Regions from separate parts of the Gossypium hirsutum genome. Here region 2 is linked to region 1. The links are chromatin contacts, called in public Hi-C maps. All regions are on one chromosome and are shown on one strand. Each heading gives the region's core, a stretch centred on a gene start, on an enhancer-like site or on the middle of the called end of the contact. The rest is flanking DNA. Distances are from core to core; before and after follow the strand shown. Region 1 holds the start of LOC107897079 (RNA polymerase sigma factor sigC). Region 2 has its middle 8.9 kb from the start of LOC107897089.

What was found. A called contact is a pair of places that touch in the nucleus more often than the background predicts.
Region 2: a contact with region 1 is called in a Hi-C map of leaf, with 1.6 times the contacts expected there. The contact joins the enhancer-like site here to the promoter of LOC107897079 in region 1. A contact is called at or near these places in 2 of 34 Hi-C or Micro-C datasets (both in leaf).

Annotation. Positions count from the first base shown.
Region 1 is chrA06:31,982,594-31,988,217 of Gossypium_hirsutum_v2.1, reverse strand. LOC107897079 (RNA polymerase sigma factor sigC) reads right to left here and starts at 2,537. Exons shown (of 8, transcript XM_041115747.1): 1 at 2,310-2,537; 2 at 2,050-2,191; 3 at 1,257-1,405; 4 at 569-1,135; 5 at 246-476. The coding sequence starts at 2,149.
Region 2 is chrA06:32,133,589-32,139,212 of Gossypium_hirsutum_v2.1, reverse strand. It overlaps the pseudogene LOC107897088. Among protein-coding and RNA genes, the nearest start is that of LOC107897089, 8.9 kb to the left of the region's middle. Within about 2 kb of position 3,407, at least 7 of the 9 cell types and tissues checked have an H3K27ac peak or open chromatin away from gene starts, as enhancers often do. A contact at or near this core is called in leaf, where this site is marked.

The DNA.
Region 1 (5,624 bases), core at 1,288-3,787:
TTTTAGTGGTTTAGCCTAGATGATACTTCCCATAAGAAGATTCATCCTAATCTATTCATACTGTTGATTAGATTCCAAAACATCAAAAGTGTAAACATAGACAAAGAAAAAACTAGGCAGCCGCATTTTTAATCAGGCAAGATCTGCTCAGAAAATTACTTTATGTAGAATAATAACTTGATTGGAAATGATTAAAACAAGTGTAGCATGTAGACAACCAAGCATATCAAAAAGGCCTGACTAACCTGGATTAAGTCTTCGTGGGCTATTCCCAAACCCCTATAGTTCCTTGCAAAGTAGAGGACTAAGGAGCGTGTACTCCTTATTAACTCATCCCTGCAGTACCAACCATAATGCAAATGCTGTTGCAGCACCTTCTCAGTAAGTTTGGCTGCTTCTGCCCAGCAACTCAAGCTGACAATTCTCCCGGTTTCCTCTTCCAAAGTTGCTCTAATCCTCTCCAAGTTTGCAACCACCTGCTTGGAAAAAGCATAGAGAGGTCAGAGGTTGCCTTAAGATGTGTGTAACAAAAGAATATGCATTCCATATACTAAGCTTGTAAGACAACCTTAACACCCTTTGACATTTCTACTTCATTCCTAGCAACTGCCGATCTTCTCTTTCTAGAGTCTGACATTCTTTTAGGAGAAGAACGTTTGGGCTTTTGATAACGTCCATGTAGGGTGTTGGTAGGCGGCAACTGTGTAGAAATTGTAGTAGTTTCTACTGCTTTTTCTCTTCTTTTTCTTCGTTGTTTATTTTTTCTAGAGCTAACAATTATCTTGTCCTTTTCACTATCCACCAAACCATTCATAATACACTCTAAACTATTAGCAGCATCGTCAGATAGGTCGAAAATATTTGAAGGTTTATGAGACAGAAAGATATTGAATAAATTTAGAGCTCCAAGCCTTCCTAGTTGTACTAGGATTTCCCTCTCCAATCTTAACACATCTGAATCAACAAATGTCTCCTCCAAAACGTGGAGATTATCCATAAGCACGTTATAACGTGATGCCTTGCATGTCTGTGGGCTTGCGCACGAGGAAGATCTGTTTCCTCTAATTGGTTCATGCGATTTACCAACCATAACATGGGAACAATTCTGTGACTGTGGTCCCTTGTCAATATTTACCTGGAAGAGAAAAAAAAAAAATCCACAATAATACAAGATACTTGACAGTGAAAAATTATGAAATATCCAATAAAGGGTTGCGTGCAGTTCAGTAGATATAATTTGATATTCAACCACACACCTTTTCTTCAATATCTGAGCAACCATTTTCTAATGTTTGCAGAGCTGCAGGTGAAGCATATGCTTTTGGAGGATCTTTTGATAGAAACACACCTTCATCAGATATTAAAGACAGCCTGGTTGAGTTAAAAGAAGCCTCCTTCCCTCTAACTGTGTTAAAGAAAAATAAATCGAAGTGAACAAAAACCAAGGGAAGAAATGAAAATTTGACAACAACCCAAAGACAAGCACTTGGTATAAGATAAGGCCAGAGAATGAATTGGAATTCAATTGCATGGACTGCATAGTAAAAGCTCGAAATAGAAAAATAACCAACTTCTTAGTCGAAGTTAATTTTAGGCCAAACCATGTTGCGAATCCCTGTTCTTGAATAAAGTTTGAGATTTTAAAAGTCCTTGCTCAATCTTAATGCAGTTAGTATTTTCTGCTAAAATTTGCATTCAAAACACTCTTACAATCATACCAACTTCAAAAGCAATTCATTATGAACTCAGTAAACACTTTTGATATGGTAACCAAATTTGATTGAAAACACTAAAGCTGTCAATGATTGAATTCGAATTTTTAAATCTAAAAAGCAAGATATTCAATTTTTAACAAAATCTAAAACTTCGCTAAATTACAGGGACATCATTTTCATCTTAGCTTCAATTAACATTAAAAGAATGCAGCAATACAAATTCAACTAAGCAATTAACTGACAATCTAACCAAACTCAGAAAATTTAAAAGCTTAACTTTCCTTTTAAGTAAAGCAAGAAGGATAGAGTGGATTTGAAAATCCATTGAACTCACCTGAAGAAGAAGAAGAAGAAGGAAGCCTGGAAGGTGAATAATTGGGAAGAAAATGAGAAGGAACTGGGAAAACACCTTTGAGATTCAATCTAAAACCCATTGTTGATTCTTATGTATTGCAGAAACAGAGTGTCCATTAAATCTTCATAAAGTTTGCAGAGTTAAATAGAAAAACGTATGTTAGCAGGCAAACCATCAAATCCATCATTCCATTTTATTTATTTTTATTCTATTTTTGCTATAATTTGTTTTGTTTTCACCTGAACCACGGGTTCTTCATCTTCAAAAACTTGTGTCAAAGACAGCTTCAGCCTTCTCTTTTCCGGATGATAAAAGTGCCCAAAATATCTTTTGCTGGATTTGGGTTTGTTATTAGGCCACCTCTAATATCTGGGCTCTTCTGCAATAATTGAGCTTTTTTTCTTTTCTTCTTCCTGGACTTGTGTTTGAAATCATATTTTATTATTTAGTCCCTCGCACAATTTCTTTGGGTGCTTTTTTTTTTCTCCGTTAGACTTTAAATTTAGTAGATTTTTTCAAATTTGCTCTTAAATTTGAATTTTATTAAGATATAATGACTTGAAACTTTAAAATTAAACCACATCATCAAATAATTGACGTCATCATCACACCTTAATGTTATTTAAATTTAAAGGTTAAATTAAAAAAAATTGTCAAGTTCTGAAATTAATGTGAATAAAAATATTTAAAAACCAAGTTAAAAAAAAATTATCAAGAACTAAATATTCAAATTGAGATGCATTATTCGGAAACAAATTTAGCATCTCATTTATAACTTTTAATTTGGATTTTGTCTAATTACTTTTTATTAATATCAGATTCAACCTATTTAAGGCTTGGGATTTCAATAGATTTGATTGAATTTGATTGAAGTAGAATTTTCTTTAAACTTGAATTTAATTTTTAATAAATCATTGGTAAAAAAATTGATAATAAAATTAAGAATTGTATATAAATTAGATTTTAACACGTATAAATATAAATATCAATTAGTTGGAGATAAAATGTTTTTTCCTTTTGAATTTAAGATAAAATGTATTTTAGATCAAGTTGCCGCATATTCCAAATGATCATGTGCCTATTAATTCCAAATGGCATCAAATTGCTTTTGAGCATTTGCTTTTACCTTTGGCTATTATGTGTATTGCAGCACATAGACCCCATCTAATAGTGATGGGAGAGAATTTCCTGTTGCAATGGAAATGAAGAAAATCGAGAGAAGAGAGAAAACAGAGAGGAAAAGATCTAGAGAGAGAAAGAAGGCAATGGATTTCATTCATAAAATTAGTGTAAAAAAATAGAATATTAGTAATGACAATATACCATAAAAAAAGAGAAAGAAAAAATAAAGAACACACATATTTTTATGTGGAAACCCTTTCGGGAAAAAAATCACGGGCAGAGGAGAAGAAAATTCACTATGTCAAATTCGAATGATTATAAGAGGAGTAGACTATGTCTATTTATAGGCTTGTAAAACCATATTCTAATAGGAATGTAGTAAGATTGAAATACCCAATTCTAATCAATATCAAATAGATAGAGTTTAATAAGGTTTAAAAAACATTATTCTAAAAAAAAATAAAAGAAGTGTAGTTCTATATGGATTTTACAATTTTATTTTATCACTGTATTTTATTTAAATCAGAATTCGGGTTACTCAATTCTAACAATCTCCACCTTGACATGAATTCTTAATGAACAAGTTCTTCATTGCAAACTCTCAACGAACAAGTTCTCCACCTCTGCTAGAAAATCCCTTAAGGGTTTAACTTCAACAATGAACACCAACCAAGTCTAAGCAATGCTCAAACTTAGTTATAGGAAGTGACTTAGTCATCATATCTGTAGGAGTTTTAAGAGTACTAATTTTGCTTACAACAATATCACCACGAGCAATAATATCACGAACAAAATGATATCAAATATCAATGTGTTTTGTTCTCTCATGAAACATTTGATCTTTTGTAAAGAAGATGTCACTTTGATTGTCACAAAATACTGTACTGATTTTAACGTCTTCATTGAGTTCACTAAAGAGTCCCTTCAACCAAATGGCTTCTTTACAAGCCTTAGTAATCGCCATGTACTCAGCTTCAATGGTAGACAAAGCAACTGTAGTTTACAAAGTGGCATTCCAACTGATTGTACAACCTCTAATTGTAAAGATATAACCTGTGAGAGATCTTCTTCTATCAAGATCTCCAGCAAAATCAGCATCAACATACCCAATGACTTCATCTCTAGTTCTTCCAAACTGTAAGCAAACATTATTAGTACCTCATAAGTATATTAAAATCCACTAAACTATTTTCCAGTGTTCTTTATCGAGATTCACTATGTATCTACTAACTGCACTGACTACATATGATAAATTTGGACATGAGAGATTCCACTGCACTAGAATATGGAACATGTACCATGTACTCAATCTCATCATCTGATTGTGGAGACAAAGCCGATGAAAATCTGAAATGGGCTGCTAAAGGAGTATTAATAGGTTTAGCATTCTGCATATTAAACCTGTAAAGAATTTTCTCAATGTAACCTTTCTGACTTAGGTACAATTTACTTGATTTTCTATCTTTGAGAAACTCCATACCAAGTATCTTCTTTATTGGTCCCAAATCTTTCAACTTAAATTCTTCATTATTTGGGCTTTGACCTTTTTTATTTCTCCTTTATCTTTCGCTGCTATCAACATGTTATCAACATAAAGGAGTAGATACGCAAAAAACCATCATTGTTTTTCTCAAAGTAAACACAAATTTCAAATCTACTTCTTTTGAAATCATAAAAAGTCATAAAGGAATCAAATCTCTTGTACCACTGTCTTGGTGACTGTTTCAAACTATAAAAGGACTTTTTCAGCAAGCAAACATAGTCTTATTTTTTTGAGACTATAAAACCCTCTAGTTGTTGCATGTAAATATCCTCCTCAAGTTCTCCATGCAAAAATGCAGTTTTTACATCTAACTGCTCAAGTTCCAAATCATGCATGGCTATAATACCAAGCAAAGCTCGAATCAAACTATGCTTCACAACTAGGGTGAACACATATGTGAAGTCCACTCCTGGAATTTGACTGTAACCCTTTACAATAAGCCTTGCTTTATATCTGGGTTCTTCAACTCTTAGAGTCCCTTCTTTCTTTTTAAACACCCATTTACAACGAACAACCTTTTTCCCTTTAGAAAGTTTCACAAGATCCTGTATTCTATTTTTGTGGAGTGATTCATCTCCTCTTGCATAGCAAAATCCACTTTTCTGAGTCTTCAAAGCTAACCACCTCAGAATAATTAGATAGCTCTTGGTTTGCATCTACATCTTCAGCCACATATAAAGCATAAGCAGCTAGATCAGCCTTGCCATACTTCTTTGGAGGTTTAATTTCTTTTATAGTTCTATTTTTGGCGATAGAGTATTGTGGTGAAGAAGCAACTCTATTCTAAATTTCTGTATTAGCTTGAGGAGTGAGTCTGTTGTAGATTCTAGATTAATCTGATGCTCCACCTACTTTTGATATTTCTTAATTGGAAGAGTCTTTAAGAGAT
Region 2 (5,624 bases), core at 2,158-4,657, 150 kb before region 1:
GCAATTAAAGTGTCCATATCATACTCCTCCACTGGCGAACTTAATGTTTACCTTCAAGGTGAGCTGCCTAAGCCATGACTCCACCCAGCCTTTCCATACCAGCAAATCATCAGCATCTGCTGAAACTATGTCAACTTGTAGATAATTTTTGTATGCCTCAAAGAAAAGATAAGGTTCAAACAAAGCATCCCATTGAGCTTTGTTTAGCTCAATCTCCTACATGATAACAAAAATATTAAGATGAGTCATCAATAGTTCAAGCCTCAATGCAGGCAGCAAGACCTTAATACAATAGCCTTGTATAATCTCACCTCACATATCTTATTACCATATTAGAACTGCTCAATCATAACACGAAGGGTGCTTATAGAGACATTGTAACTGGAATTCATGCAAGGGTACGCTAGAGTTATTATTGGCATATGATGAAACCGGTCACGAGGATTCTTCCGAGGATCGAAATCCAAGTTCATCCTCTTCTAGCACAACATAACAGGGTTTGGCCACCTCCACTGAGTATATACTCTAAAAAATCAAGAAACCAGCATACTAGGTATTGCATTGGGATAAAGCTGGCACAGCCGTGCGACTAGAAGAGCCCAGTTTACACCTCCTAGAAATCCTGCAACCTATAAACAAGTAAAAACATAAAAACAAAAAAAATAAAACATGATACGGAAGCAAAAAAGCCACTGAAAAGGAAATCAATATCTACCAAGCTTACATTGGAATAAATGCAACGCCTTTTGGCCCAGAACTTCAGACATCTAAGCATCATGCGGAAGTGATATAATTATACAATGGATTAGAAGCGTGCAAAATGAGAAAATTAATAAAAATAAAACAAGTGGAGGTCAAAACACAATACTCACCTCAACATTTGGAACAAGTTTAAGGATCTGATTAGCAACCCTGCACCCAACAGTTTGCTCATCAACATTAACCAGCACAAAGCCTTGTGAGATATCAAGATCCTGTTGATTAGTTCAAAAAAGGAAATAGATATCAAAATTGAGAGCAACTAAACATGCACTGCAAATGTAACATTCATAAAACTAGTAACAGAACATTATGAAATTTCGTTATTGGTCGGTCCCTTCAGCAAACGTAACATTCAAGAGTCAGGTCCTGACCATAAATTCAGCTAAAACACTCCAAGACCCATCCAACTGCTGGTCAAATTCATTTTGAACCCAAACTTATAAATTATCTAAATACAGTAGAAGGCACTTTTGCTTTTGAAACTATTGAGGAAAAAACCAACTGAGGGGGCCACTAAAAGAACTCATATATTAGGAGGTATCTATGAGTTGCAAAAGGTCAGATATGACAATTTTGCCAAATTAGTTAATAAGTATAATGTGCTATTTTAAACAAAAGAATACCAGATAGGCATACCGCCTTATACTTAAAATTGCCTATCAGTTATTATAAAACAAATAGGTTGACAACATATCAAGAAAACCAAGAAAGGTTTCTTTATCAGAGAATAGCTCGTACCACCTGCAATGTGTAGAGAAAATCATTCTTGGCGTTCACTTAAGCATTAAGAGATGCAATGCAGCAGTAACGTAGACACGTGTAAATGGAAAAAATCATCAAATGGAATACAAACTTACATCTGGTACAACCAAAAGAGATATACTTGCATAAAGAAGATCAATTGATATCCCTTGGAACTTAAATTTCATTAGTGGGACATAAGCATCTGGAACGGGTTGAAGTTCAGTAACTTCTTCCATTTCAGCCAAAATATCATGCAAAATGATGAAGAAATCTTCCTAGCAAAGTTCAAATTAATATTAGTCAAACTCGAACTACACAGCCGCCAAACTTAATTGAAGGTGCAACTCTTTTTTCATTTTTTTTTTAAAAGCAGATAAAAAACACCTCACGGTTCACATAAGATGGCCCAACACACAGAGTGTCTATGTCAGCCCCAGGTCCATGCACCTATCAAAATATGAATTGTTGCTTAGCATATGAATATCAAAGATCGATTAAACTTGTGACACGCAAATCAAAACAATCCAAACAGAATTAACATATGGCAGTTAGCAGACCAACAGACAAAGTACATGCCCACAGAGAAACCTTAATAATTCTAGAGTTTCTATTAACGCCAAGCAATGTCAGAAAGAATATGAGTTAACGAAATAGTAGACTTCATAGAGAATTAGAGTTCATACTTACCCCTAAACGGTAAGATCCAAAAGTGAAAATGACAGCATTTGCTTCTTCCACCATCTGATCTGTGTAGCCCTTTTGACGTGTTAATTGCTTTACCCAACTATTTACAATCTATGAGGAAAATAATTCACTTTTTTCAGAACTACACCAAAATATGAGATTCGATCAAAACACCTAAACTTCCGAACAAAAAAAAGAGATCAAACATCTTTAACTAAACAATATGCTAAAGCCATCTGCAGTACATTTCTCTTTCATAATTGGTTTATTTCTCGGCAAATGCTTTTTCCCTGAAAGATTTACCAAAATAATTAATAGAAATGAAAGGTTACATCACTGTGCAATCACCATAACGTGCAAACCAACTAGGTGCTTAGTAATTAAATGAAAAACATGAACCAATAGTCCCAAAACAGCAACGTACAAACAACTATTTACATTTTTCTTCCTCTAATGGCAACAAGCAAGCTTCAATTATTAGCTAATTACCTCAGTGATATGGCCAAGAACCTCTTCCCTTTTCGAAGATCCTTCTTTGCTCTCGAAAAGCCCAGACTCTATCAAAAACTGCAGAAATAAAGGACAACTCGTGGATTAAATATCATTAAAACTATGCAATCCTTAAACACACATGCACACGCGAGATTACCTTCTCCAATTCGGTATTCCATTGAATATCAGCCTCAACAGGCCCCGCAAGGGATATTGGTTTCGTGATTCCATGATTCTTCACAGACCGTGGTTGCTGCGGCGAAGATCCGTTAGGGCTCCGAGTATCCATCAGTTTCAGAAGTTAACAAACCCCATAAACGACACCGAATAAAAAGAAAGCTTGACGTTAACGCCCAATAAACTCAAGCAACCGCAATGGGAATAAAACATATTTAACAAACATGGGCTAATGAAGTTTAGATTATAAACCAAAATATTTGAAAGATTCAAAATTTTTCTTTTTTTTTTTCAGATGCGATTTTAAACACGAAAGAACGAAACAGAGAACAGACCGGAACCCTAATTCGTTGAATTGTAGGAAAACAGTTTGGGATGCTCAACGAAGAAGGTCAAACACGGAATTTCAAGGAATACAGTAGCAGATCTAAACTCGAAATTCAATAACAGTGCACAAAGACGAAAGAAAGACCGAAGTCCGAGACCGCGAAGGAAAAATCGGAGGAAATTGAGCGTTGCGTTTGGTAGGGTTTATCCGTTTGAGTTGTTTTGCATTTTTTTCCCACTAAACCGTAATTAGATTAAGGTTTAACTGCAAACTTGGTCCTCAAACTATCATTTTCCTCTCATTTTATCCCAAAATAGAAACCGCTAGTCAGTTGTAACATAATTAGACTAAGGTTTAAATGCAAAATTGATCCTCAAATTATATCACTTTTTCTCTTAAGCACCTCAAAATATATTGAGGACGAATTTTACATTTTTTTCTTTTAAAATATATAAATTTAAAACGGGATAATGGCAGAAATTTTCAATGTACTTCACTACATTTTTCGATATACTTTTCTTTTCAATCAGGGTAGAGGCAAAATGTAAAAGGGTGAATGAAATTTTAATTTTTTATAATTTATATTTTTTATAATTTTTAAAAAATTAAATTAATTTTTTTATAATTTTAAGTGGTTAATATATAATTTTATCCTTATTATTTTAAATATTTTTAAAAAATTTAAAAATTTAAATAATATTTTTACATTTTAAGGGAGGTCAGACCGTTGCCAAGTCTCATAAATTTATCACTGTTTTCAATTGTCCAATACTTATATTTTTGTTACATTTATCATTATGATACTTTAGTTCAATGGTATTAATTTCTGACAAAGAAAAACACGTAACCCACTAAAAAAATGTCACATGGCACTATAAGCCCCACGAAAAAAATAGAATAATCAGAGAGGATTTGATAAAAATTTCCCCTTCTTTTAGGTAAAAAATATTAAAACCCATAAATATTTTTCCATTTACAAACTGGAAGTGAAAACCCCTGAGCTCCATTGTTATAAATTCTATTTTCCATGAAAACCTGAAAGTCACTAACATAGTACCTTAATGATTATGTTTTCTATTTCGATATTCTCGACTTCATGCTTTCTAGTTTTATGGCTGATAAAACCAACTATGCTTTGTATTGTACTCTAAATTAAGTAATTCTATGTTCCCTTTTTTTTCTACCAAAAAATTTGAGAAATGAAAAGAATTACCCCGTCGCATATGTTGCATAAACGTTAGTAAAATAATAGTAATATAAAATTTTATATTAATCACAAGAACAATAAAAATGAAATTGGAAAACAGAAAATAAAATTAAATTGAAATAATGTATTAGTAGTTGATGCCTGTATAAACAGTCTTCTTAAGACAGATTTTGCCGCTCATTTGGTGTTGGAGAAACGGTGGTTAATAGTCTCCTAGAATACAACAACAAAATAAGCACGACTGCCATGATCAACAAATAGTAACCTTGTCTTTATTTATCACCGAAAAACATATTGAAAAAAATGTAGGAAAAGATATCTCTCAAACTTGAAAAATTTTAATGTGTATCTTTCCTATTAGATTATTTAAATTTTTAAATAAATTCAAGGGAAGAATATTTTTGAGCCAAAATTAAACGGTGTAAAAGGTATGAAAGACATAAAATCTTTCATGAGGCTATGGACCAAAATTTATAGGTAAGAATGAACTTTTCTCTTAGTTTTGATATGTGTATAGATCTTGATTGCCCACTTGGGAAATACTACAACCATTTAGTTCAGCATTAATGGGATGAAAATGACTAGGCGACATCTTATATGTGAGACATGTTAGGAAGGATTCAACACTTGTCGTTGACAACAGATAGATTATAGGAGTTTTTATCTGTATATATATTCGCAAAGGCTTAGGTTCTGACGAAGTATTGTTGTTGGTGAGGTTATGGTAAGTGTAATGATGGTGGCAAAGTAGAGGTGTGCATGGGCCGGGCGCCCCGGCCCGGCCCGAAGGCCCGCCCTAAAAATTGGAGGGTTTGGGTAAAAATATAGGTTCGAAAAATAGGCTTGGACAAAAAATGAGGCCCGTTTAGAAAACGGGCCGAGCCCCGGGTAAGATTTTTTTTGCCCGGGCTTGGCCTGGCCCAGCCCGATTTTAATATTAAATTATTTTTAAAAAATTTTTTATTTTTAATTTTAAGTAACTTTAGTACTTTGACTTTACTATTTTTGTTGTTTTTAATGTTATTTTGATATTGTAAAACTTTTGTTATTAATATAATTTGGTTCTTAATTTAGTTCTAATTTGTTTCAATTTTTCAATTTTAATATAATTACTTGTTATTATATTTTTAATTTATGTATTATTTTAAGAATTATTTTAGTCTCATTTTTTATTTGTTTTTTTGTTTTAATATTTGTTTTTATGTTTTTAAATGTATTTGATTTATTATA